3 separate regions of the Zea mays genome follow, and regions 1 and 3 are each linked to region 2. The links are chromatin contacts, called in public Hi-C maps. All regions are on one chromosome and are shown on one strand. Each heading gives the region's core, a stretch centred on a gene start, on an enhancer-like site or on the middle of the called end of the contact. The rest is flanking DNA. Distances are from core to core; before and after follow the strand shown.

What was found. Hi-C and Micro-C count contacts between places; a contact is called where the count stands out from the background.
Region 1: a contact with region 2 is called in a Hi-C map of leaf, with 2.2 times the contacts expected there. The contact joins the promoter of LOC100193671 here to the promoter of LOC100275470 in region 2. A contact is called at or near these places in 4 of 25 Hi-C or Micro-C datasets (ear, leaf and tassel).
Region 3: a contact with region 2 is called in a Hi-C map of leaf, with 4 times the contacts expected there. The contact joins the promoter of LOC100303965 here to the promoter of LOC100275470 in region 2. A contact is called at or near these places in 2 of 25 Hi-C or Micro-C datasets (endosperm and leaf).

Annotation. Positions count from the first base shown.
Region 1 is chr10:150,623,959-150,627,391 of Zm-B73-REFERENCE-NAM-5.0, forward strand. LOC100193671 reads left to right here and starts at 2,062. Exons shown (of 8, transcript NM_001358857.1): 1 at 2,062-3,076; 2 at 3,146-3,433. The coding sequence starts at 2,237.
Region 2 is chr10:150,375,166-150,378,274 of Zm-B73-REFERENCE-NAM-5.0, forward strand. It overlaps LOC100275470, which reads left to right and starts at 1,698. Exons shown (of 1, transcript NM_001149535.2): 1 at 1,698-2,697. The coding sequence starts at 1,810. The coding sequence ends at 2,508. It overlaps LOC100285695 (dihydroorotate dehydrogenase), which reads left to right. Exons shown (of 11, transcript NM_001158586.1): 11 at 65-336. The coding sequence ends at 139.
Region 3 is chr10:150,534,608-150,538,003 of Zm-B73-REFERENCE-NAM-5.0, forward strand. LOC100303965 (OSJNBa0064G10.17-like protein) reads left to right here and starts at 1,475. Exons shown (of 1, transcript NM_001165516.2): 1 at 1,475-2,256. The coding sequence starts at 1,502. The coding sequence ends at 1,921. It overlaps LOC103642198 (katanin p80 WD40 repeat-containing subunit B1 homolog), which reads right to left. Exons shown (of 18, transcript XM_008665508.3): 16 at 3,136-3,252; 17 at 2,995-3,063; 18 at 2,158-2,767. The coding sequence ends at 2,701.

The sequences.
Region 1 (3,433 bases), core at 812-3,311, 250 kb after region 2:
TGAAGAGAACGACTCCGATACCAATTGAGAGCACCTAGAGGGGGGGTGAATAGGTGATCCTGTAAAACTTAAAACTTAAGCCACAAAAACTTGGTTAAGTGTTATCACAATAATTGCCAAGTGGCTAGAGAGGAGTCTTAAACAAAACACAATAACCAACAAGAGATCAATCACAGAGATGGCACGGTGGTTATCCCGTGGTTCGGCCAAGACCAACGCTTGCCTACTCCACGTTGTGGCGTCCCAACGGACGAGGGTTGCAATCAACCCCTCTCAAGCGGTCCAAAGACCCACTTGAATACCACAGTGTTTTGCTTGCTTTTCTCAATCCCGTTTGCGAGGAATCTCCACAACTTGGAGCCTCTCGCCCTTACACTTGAAATTCACAAAGAAGCACAGAGTAAGGGAGGATTAGCAACGCACACAAGACACAAGAATCAGAGTATCAACACGCACACAAGTCACAACAAGAGCTCGCAACACAACTCAATGAGTTCACAACTCCACTAGAGCTCTATATGCTATCACAATGAAACGAATGCGCGGAATCGAGGTCTTGGTGCTTAGAAATGTTGTAGGAATGCTTGGTGTACTCCTCCATGCGCCTAGGGGTCCCTTTTATAGCCCCAAGGCAGCTAGGAGCCGTTGAGAGCATTCTAGGAAGGCTGATCTTGCCTTCTGTCGACTGGCGCACCGGACAGTCCGGTGCACACCGGACAGTGTCCGGTGCCCGATTTCTTTTCTTGTACGGCGAAGCCGACCGTTGGTAGCCAGAGAGCCGTTGGCGCACCGGACATGTCCGGTGCACACCGGACAGTCACCTATAAGATGCTCCGCAAACATAGTATTATGATACTCCGCAAGAGACATGCTCCGCAAGAGACATACACCGGACATACTATATGTGGTTTATGTTTATGTATTTACCAAGGGACATGCTCCGCAAGAGAAACTATAAGATGCTAAATACATAGTCAGCACACTCACCTATATAGTATGTTCAATCTCTCTCACACAAACATCTGCCTCGGTTAATGGCCCTGTTTGGCACAACTTATTTTCAGCTTCTTCACAAATTTAAGCAGAAGTTCTGCCAAACAGCTAGCTTCTGCAGCAGCTTATCAGTTCAGCTGCTTCTCAAAATACACTAAAAGCAGCCAACAAGCAGAAGCTGCTTTTCACCAGCTTATCAGATAAGCTGCTTTTTCAACAAGCAGCAGCTGCACCAAACAGGGCCAATGCCTAGCGTCTCCTTCGTCAGTCTCTACGACAGAACGTGCGGGAGGTATCCTAGATACATCAACAAAAAATGCAATTTTTTATGATAAGCTAGATTCCGATAAGCATTTTTATTGTGATTTTACTCGAGCCTTTTTGTTCACTGCAAATACTCACTTTTGAACGCATCTCCAGCCTCAAGAACGAGATGTAGTACAAGAATCAATAGAAGCCATCCTCCCTGATTTTGCCTGTGTATGTGTATCCTGCAGTTGATCTTAATATAGTTGGCTATTATAAACAAACAAACAAAATGTCTAACCAAAGTTTAGATCAGTTTGATTCTATCCCAAACCAAACCACTATAACCAAAAGTTCACATAGAATGGTGATATATGAGAATAGCATAGCACATGATCTTCTTGTGCAACACATTTTGCTTGCTGGTTGGCTGGTTCATATAAAACAGCCAGTTAGTGGGGCTTGTTGTACGAGAGACTCCTTGTACGAAAACCACTATTCCAGGGAGAGATATTTGTCTCGGGCCCCACCCGTCATCGTCGGTCCCATTAGATCCTCGGCCCCAGTAGATCAGCACCTGGTACGCTTCGACGTGCCGACTGCCGAGCAGCCCGTTCGCGACAGGCCAAATGGCGCCGTGCGTGCTCAGCACCCACCTCCATAGTTCCGTTCCACGTTCCACTCCCACTTCTACCTCGTCGCGGCTGGACCACCGTAGTCCGTCGGTGCTGGCTCGGCACCCTCCTTTCCCAGCTGGAGTCCGAACCGAAGGAGCAGAGTGACGACGCCCCGCCGCACGCATCGCAGTCGCAGCAGCAGTAACAAACAAGGCACAAGCCGAGCGGAAGCTGTAACAACGACACGAAACCAACAAACCTCGCGTATAAATCCGCTCGCCGTTTGGGCGCGCCCCACCGCTCTGGTCTGCTCGCCGCCGACAGACCACAGCCCCGGCCCGCGCGCGCCTTGGGTGGGTGCCGGTGCCGGAGCGACGGCAATGCCGGAGGCGGCGCGGGCGCGGGGCCTGCGGGAACCGGCGGGCGAGGGGGAGGCGGAGCAGGAGGACGAGTTCTACGAGTCGCTGGATCGGATCCTCTCCTCCTCCTGCTCCTCCGCCTCCGCCTCCGACGACGACGCCGACCACCGCCGCCGCCGCAGCAGGCGCCACCACCTCCTCCACCAGCACCAGCACCAGCACCAGCCGCTGTCCTCCGCGTACGACGTCTGGATCTCCGAGCCAACCTCCGTGGAGGAGCGCCGCCGCCTCCTGCTCCAGCGCCTGGGCCTCGCCTCCGACCCGCCGCCTCGCCGCTCGCCGTCGCCTCCCGCGTCTACCCCGGCGTCGCCACCGGCGCCCCCGGAGGAGCCCAGATCCGGCGCCGGGCTCGGGAGCCCCCCGCTGACGCGGAACCCCAGCTCCAGCGGCGGGGAGCAGCAATGCCGGATCCGGAACCTGGACGACGGCACGGAGTTCGAGGTCGGGGAGGTGCACGAGGAGGAGGTGGTGCGGGAGGTGGGCACCGGCCGCCACCTCACCTTCGAGGAGTTCGAGCTCTGCGTTGGCCGCTCCCCGATCGTGCACGAGCTCATGAAGCGGACCACCACCGCGGCGTCCGCGTCCGCCTCCAATCACGCCGCGCCCGCGGCCAGCAAGCCCCGGAGGAAGCCCGGGGGCGGGTGGCTGCGGGGCATCAGGCAGCTGGCGGGCACCGTCGCGTACGGGAGGCGCGGCGCCGACGATGGGGACAAGGAGAAGGAGAAGGAGAAGAAGGAGAGGGAGGCGCGGCGCCTCAGCTCTGCCACCGATGACAGCCTCGATGGCGCCGGCTCGCGCGATGTAAGGAGGGTCCAGGTGCGACAGTACGGGAAGGCGTGCAAGGAGCTCACCGGGCTGTTCATGACGCAGGAATTGGCTGCCCACTCGGGCTCCGTGTGGTGCATCAACTTCAGCCTGGATGGACGATACCTTGCCACTGCTGGAGAGGATCGTGTGATCCATGTTTGGGAGGTGTCTGAGGGAGACAGAAAGGGTGAGTTGCTCGGGGAAGGTTCGCTGGCAAAGGAGAATGGTGGTGGCTGCAGCCCGTTTCTCACGTTTCTTGGGAATGATTCACCGGAGATCGCTGCATTGTCATTCACCTGCGCTGACATGGATAAGAAGAGAAGGCTGAGGAAGCAGAGCAATCGGAAGTCT
Region 2 (3,109 bases), core at 448-2,947:
TTCGTCCGTTGGTCGTTAAGCTAATGAGATACTAATAGCTTGCTCGTTTGGCAATTTTTTTCAGGCTGAGCTAGCAGAATGTTTGGAAAGAGACGGTTTCAAATCTGTGCAGGAAGCAGTCGGCGCTGATTTCCGATGATCCCTGGCGGATCGCTGAGAAGGTCTGAATAACCGTTCCGTTAAAGTTCATGTGATTTTGATGAGAAGCAAGCAACTTTTTTTTTGTGTGTGGGCACGATGCTTGCCAATTCCATTTGACCGGTACTTGAAAAGAAATACCGGGTTGAAACTTTGCTGGGGGTGAGTTGAGTAATGAGCGGCTGTATCACGCGCGCGTACATGAGCTTTTGGTTCTTCTTTTCCTGGGGTTCACGTGTGGGAATGGGAGCACCTGCCCCGCTGCTCATCGAGCTCCCCACCGCCCCCTTTTTGGACGAACTTTCCATGGCCTTTTTCGGCCGTCCAGATGACGTGATGGAGGAGCCTGGGCCGCTCTCCCCGCTGCTTCGTGATGGGTCTCTCTCTGTGGGAGTGTCGGTCGCCTCTTACTTGATTCTGGTTACGTCTTCGTCTGAAAACGGGCCTGGTAGAACACGTAAATGGCCATCTTCAGCTGAACGAACGCGCGCCACGCAGGTCGCAGTCGGGCAGATGGGCGACAGGCAGCAGCAGCGGCCGGCCGTCGATGTCTGGCAGGCAGGCCGGCAGGGCAAGGGAGGGGAGGAGACGTGCGTGACGGCGACGGCAGTGAGGGTTGCCCTCGGCGGTATGGCGGCGTAGTTCAGGCGGCGTATGGATCGCACTCCTGCGTGCGACGAAACATTTCCTCGGCCCGACAAGTTGCACTTGCATAGAGAGAGAGGACGAAAGAGAGCACTACTGCTGGAGCTGCATGTACTGTACCGCACGGGTCCGCCTGTGTGTGAGCGGTGATCCTGATCCGCCGCGAGGAGGGCCAGGTGACGTGGAGCGGCAGGATGGGTCTGGATGGAAGGCAACAAAATCTGCGCCGCGCACGCGCACCCCCAGACTGTCGCCGCTGTGGCACAAACGCACCTGCGTCCCTGCTAACCGAAGTAACCATTTCTCTGAGTGATTAGTCGGTACTACTTGTACTACTAACTCGTAGTATACTATACTTACTATTGTACGAGTAGCATGCTCTGCCTGGCAACACTGTTGGGCTGATCTGGATCGAGCAGGTGGCTCGTCATCGATCGATCTGGGAAATGCATGACCCCCAAGGAGTTGACCTGCTGCTGGAAGTGGCCAAAAAACGCAGGCAGATCGAGGAACCGGAGCACCTGCGCCTGCGTCGTCGTCAGGCCCCGGACATTTCTTAAGCCGACGGGTCCGGGGATGGGGGGACCAATCGTATTTATCCAGACGGACTGCCCAAAAGGCAAAAGGCAGCGCGAGCTGGAACGAATGGTTGGTTGCCCGGAGCAGATGCGGAGGTCCAGGTCCAGCCGGGTTTGATCGGATCGGATCGGATCCGTCCCTTTCCTAGTTCCCATTGCCTTCGCAGTGGCCTGGAATCGTAGCATTTCTGATTTTCTGGTACTTCAAAAAAAAAATGGTGGAAAATGTAGGAGTATACGTACGTGACTGTCACAATCCTATGACTCTCAAGAGCGCAATCTTGGCCTCCCCTTCTTCGCCCAATAAATAGCCGCTCCACCTCACCTCCGCTCTCGGCCCGTGTCCACCGCGTCCTCTCCTGCCCGTCGCTCACGCCGCCAACACTACCAGGCTACCAGCTCAGCTCGCGCTCGTCCGGCCGCCTCCTTTCGCCTGCCAGCACCCACCATGCCACACGGCCACAGGGGCATGCAGCCCGCCACGACGGTGCTCGCGGTGAAGGCGGCCCTGGCGCTGGCCGCGGCCGCGTCCCTGGCGCGCCTCGCAGTCCCGCGCCTCGCGTCCGCGGCCGGCGCCGTGCTCCCGCGCGTCTGGGCCGCCGCGCGCCTCTGCCTCGTCCCGCCCTACCTCTTCGTCACCGTGCACCTCATCATCCTCGTCATCTGGAAGCTGTCCTCCGACCACAGCCACGTCCACGTCCACCATCAGCCCGGCGCGCCGCCATCGCCCGCTGCCCACGCCCGCGCCGCGGAGGTGCCGGTGCCGCCCGTCAAGGCCAAGGCCAAGCAGGAGGAGGACTGCGAGGATCTGCAGGCCGAGTTCTCCCCCACGGGCTCCGGCGGCGGCGGCAGCGAGTCCTGCGTCACCACGGAGTCCGACGAGGACGCCTCCTCCTCCGCCCTCCTGGAGCGGGAGCGGGAGCCCTCGCTTGACGGCGACGCCGACCACGACCTCGACGCCACGTGGAACGCCATCATGCGGAGGACGCGCCCCGCTCCCGCTGCTCCTGCTCCCGCGCAGCACCAGCACCAGCACCACCACCACCAACCGCCGAGAACCCGGGACCCGTCGGTCGGCGCGGAGGAGATGAACCGCCGCTTCGACGACTTCATCGAGAAGAACCGCAACTCCTTCGGCCGGCGGTAGCTAGGCCTAGGCGACCTCCCGACCCGATCGATCCAGCCTCGCCGCCGTACGATACATACGTACATAGCACAAGACGCATGCATCTTTGGTTGTGGTTGTTTTTTTCTTCTCTTTTTCATCTTGGTGTACATAGCACAAGGCACAAGTAATTTATATCTTACCTACTCGGTGAGAGTGAAACAGCACAGTAAAATTCCGTCCTTGATCAAGACTAGTCTCAGTCGGCTGCTTGATTAGCCCGCGATGAGTCCGGAGGCTGCCTGGCGACGCCGAGCTTGGCGTGGCTGCCTTCCGTAAGAAAGCAAGAAATTTGGTCGGCTTCTGCGCTGGCAGCCCGGTCCGCCTCTTTCGTCTTTCCCTTTCGGTGCCACCAGGATCTAACTGTAGATCATACCGTGTTTGCTTGACCGCTGACGCTGGATACTCTGCCTGCGAGTGGAAACGAGCGGCTAGTTCCAGTCAAAAGTAAAATCCCCTGACCAAGGTGTAGCCTGAATTTTCAGTGTCAACCTATGTTTTTTTCCAGTAAAATATTACGTAGAAGTGATTCCATGTACTAGCTGTTAGATTCTCTCTTTCACGATTGTTGCCCTTGCTGGCC
Region 3 (3,396 bases), core at 225-2,724, 160 kb after region 2:
TCGGCCGGGCAAACGGTCGGCCGCGGAATCCGCTCGCGACACGTGGCCGAGCCAACGGTCAGAAGGGGGCACCGGACTGTCCGGTGTGCACCGGACATGTCCGGTGCGCCAACGGCTCTCTGGCGCCCAACGGTCGGCAGCGCCAGTTAAGGAAGGAAATCAGGCACCGGACAGTATCCGGTGTGCACCGGACTGTCCGGTGCACCCGACGACAGAAGGCAAGAAAGGCCTTCCAGATTTGCTCTCAACGGCTCCTAGCTGCCTTGGGGCTATAAAAGGGACCCCTAGGCGCATGGAGGAGTACACCAAGCAACCTTAGAGCATTCTTGATCATCCACACTCATTCTTTGCGCATTCGTTTGTCATTCTCAGTGATTCGAGCTCCATTCTAGTGAGAACTTTGAGATAGTCTTTTGAGCTCGATTCTTGGCCGTGTGTGTGCGCATTTTGCTGTGGATTTGTGTGTGTTGCTTCCCTCCCTTACTCCGTATTTCTTTGTGAATCTCAAGTGTAAGGGCGAGAGACTCCAAGTTGTGGAGATTCCTCGCAAACGGGATATTGAAAGGAAAAGCAAAACACTGTGGTATTCAAGTTGGTCTTTGGACTGCTTGAGAGGGGTTGATTGCAACCCTCGTCCGTTGGGACGCCACAACGTGGAGTAGGCAAGCGTTGGTCTTGGCCGAACCACGGGATAAACCACTGTGTCACCTCTGTGTTTGATCTCTTGTGGTATTGTGTTTTGTTGAGACTCCTCTCTAGCCACTTGGCAATTATTGTGCTAACACTTAACAAGTTTTTGTGGCTATAAGTTTAAGTTTCGCAGGATCACCTATTCACCCCCTCTAGGTGCTCTCAATCATTCCAACTACTATTGCCCCTTTTGTTCATAGAATTAGGTGTCACTCGGCTTACCTCCGACATGCACTGTACCTGCGAAGGTTTGTTTGCTTAAAGTTCAATTGAAGTCATCATTGTCCCTTTTTTTCATCATGTACCGTGTTTTCAAAATAGGTGATATATAAGATAGACAGTGGTGAAGCACCCATTATGGTTTACTATGGCTAGAGTCATACCTAAAAACATGTTTGGTGTAGTGGTAGGTTTCAAGTTCTTGTCCTACATGTTGCATCATATTTTTTTTTCTTTTTTATCCTTCTTGAGTCATACTTAATTATTATTATGTCCTCCGCCAGATAGAAGATTGGTATCTGGTAGCTGACCTCATATTTGTGATTTCAATCCGTCTGATATACCCCCATTCGGGTCTTTTGGATGAAAATGGTGCAAGAGAAGAAAACAAAAATGGTGCATGTATGCTCGCTCGGTTACGAGCACGTAGCTGGCGCCTCTCACCCAAACCAGTAGTTGAGACACGCCCCTGTTGCTTGCTGCTCGGTTGCTCACGAACGTACTATACTAGAGCACTATAAAAACACGCAGGGACTGGAAGCGAATGCCACTCACAGCTCAAAAGCAGCCAAAACGCTAGCTAGCTGCAGCGATGATGTCTCGCTCCTGCTACCTCGCCGTGTCGGTCCTTCTCGCGGTCGCCGCGACAGCCAGCGGCGCCATCGCGCCGGCGTTGCTGCACGAGGTGCGCCTCGAGGAGGAGGGCCTGCTGGTCGCGGAGGGCGCGAGGGTGGCGTCCACCTGGGCGGGCAACAAGGTCTCGCGGGCGCAGCCGATGGAGGCGTGGCCGAGCGGCGGCGTGGCCACGCAGGGCGACGACCAGAGCTCGTCGGGCGGCGGCGAGCACGCCAAGGAGGAGGGGAGCAGCAAGGAGGGCGAGAAGCAGGGCAGGAGCTGCCTCACCAAGGAGGAGTGCCACAAGAAGAAGGTGCTCTGCGGCAAGGCCTGCACGCTCTCGGCGCACAGCAAGTGCGCCGCCAAGTGCACCAAGTCCTGTGTCCCTACCTGCTAGGACCCGCCGACGAGGAAGCTAGTTTCTGTGATGCAATTGCCAAGATGATTGGAATAAGGACGGGTACTTCTTGCATGCATGCCTCTGGTCTAGGGTGCCATTTGGTTTTTGTCTGCATAATGGTTTGTGTAAGGTACTGTTGTTTAACATGCCACACTACCAGCTGCCTGCCTAACAACAGTACAAACACGTAGATTTTTGCCAGATCAGGGAAAATGGAAACTCACCGAAACCAGTTCAAGGCAACACCACATGATATCATTTTCACTCAATGCAGTGCATGACAAAGGGAGGTACTCAGAAGAAGAAAAGATATTAATTCTTCAAAATGATGTACATGGCTCACTTCATTCGCCAATGATCAGTAAATCGGCCAAACAACCCAACCCAACCACAAACACGCACATGCTAACGGTACATGAGAAAGGTGCTGCAGACAGCAAGGAACTACGAGTTCCCATCTGCTGATCATCATTCGATCGGGACCTGTAGCATCGCCGGCAGCCCATGAAACGACATCCACATAATATTGTGGCTGAAGTCCATTGTCCATGGCAGCAGCTTCTCTTCACAAATGACACGGATTATGTGTTAGCATGTGTACAGACTGCGGGAATAGCAGCAGCAAAATGCCCTTCACCGCTGCTGTGGCCTTGGAGCTTGATGACGGCGCTAAGACTGAGTAGCTCTTAGCGCTCCATGGGCAGCTGATATCCAATCTCGGTGCCAGCAGAGGGAAGAACGTCCCATCTAATTCTGTGTGTCTAGTATGTCGTCAGTCAGCTCATGATTTCCTGGAAGACGAGCGCAAGCTCTTGTGCAGCATTTGCAACTGCCCCTTTTCTTCTGTTGAGATTAAACAGAAAAGAACAAGATATGAGTATTGCAGAAACGTAAATTCTACGAACTGAAACCAAAGCCACAGACTAAGTTTAGAGAAGTATGGTCTCAAAATGGCTATGAATAACTCACTCAACTAAACCATGTACGATATAGTATGTTAAGTAGACTGCTAATACAGGTCAGAGGTAGAAATCTCTATAAGAAGGTATAATATTCAGATTGAAAAATACCTTGTAAGAGATGGAAGCTTATTTTTGGCATTCTCCAATTCAATGAAGCATAAATTGCAGCGCTCCCTCCTACAATAAATAAAAATCGCATCAAGTAGTCTAGTAATGGTCTTTCATATAAGCAGCTATCTAAAACAATACCTTTGCTCTGCCTCAAGGTCTACACCAACACAAGGACCTGATGATACTGTTGAATGGATCATTGGACCAAAAGTCCTTACAAGCTTCACCAACAATTCCAATGCGACGCCTAAGTGTCTACATACATTCAGCACAAACCATACATAAATCAATCAAAAATTTGTTGGTGTAAGAGAGTTGGAAGCGTGTGTTTGTATATTGATGATGATAGACAGCACATGTACAGGTATATATAGGGGAGGAAGGTGAGAGGTAAAAGGA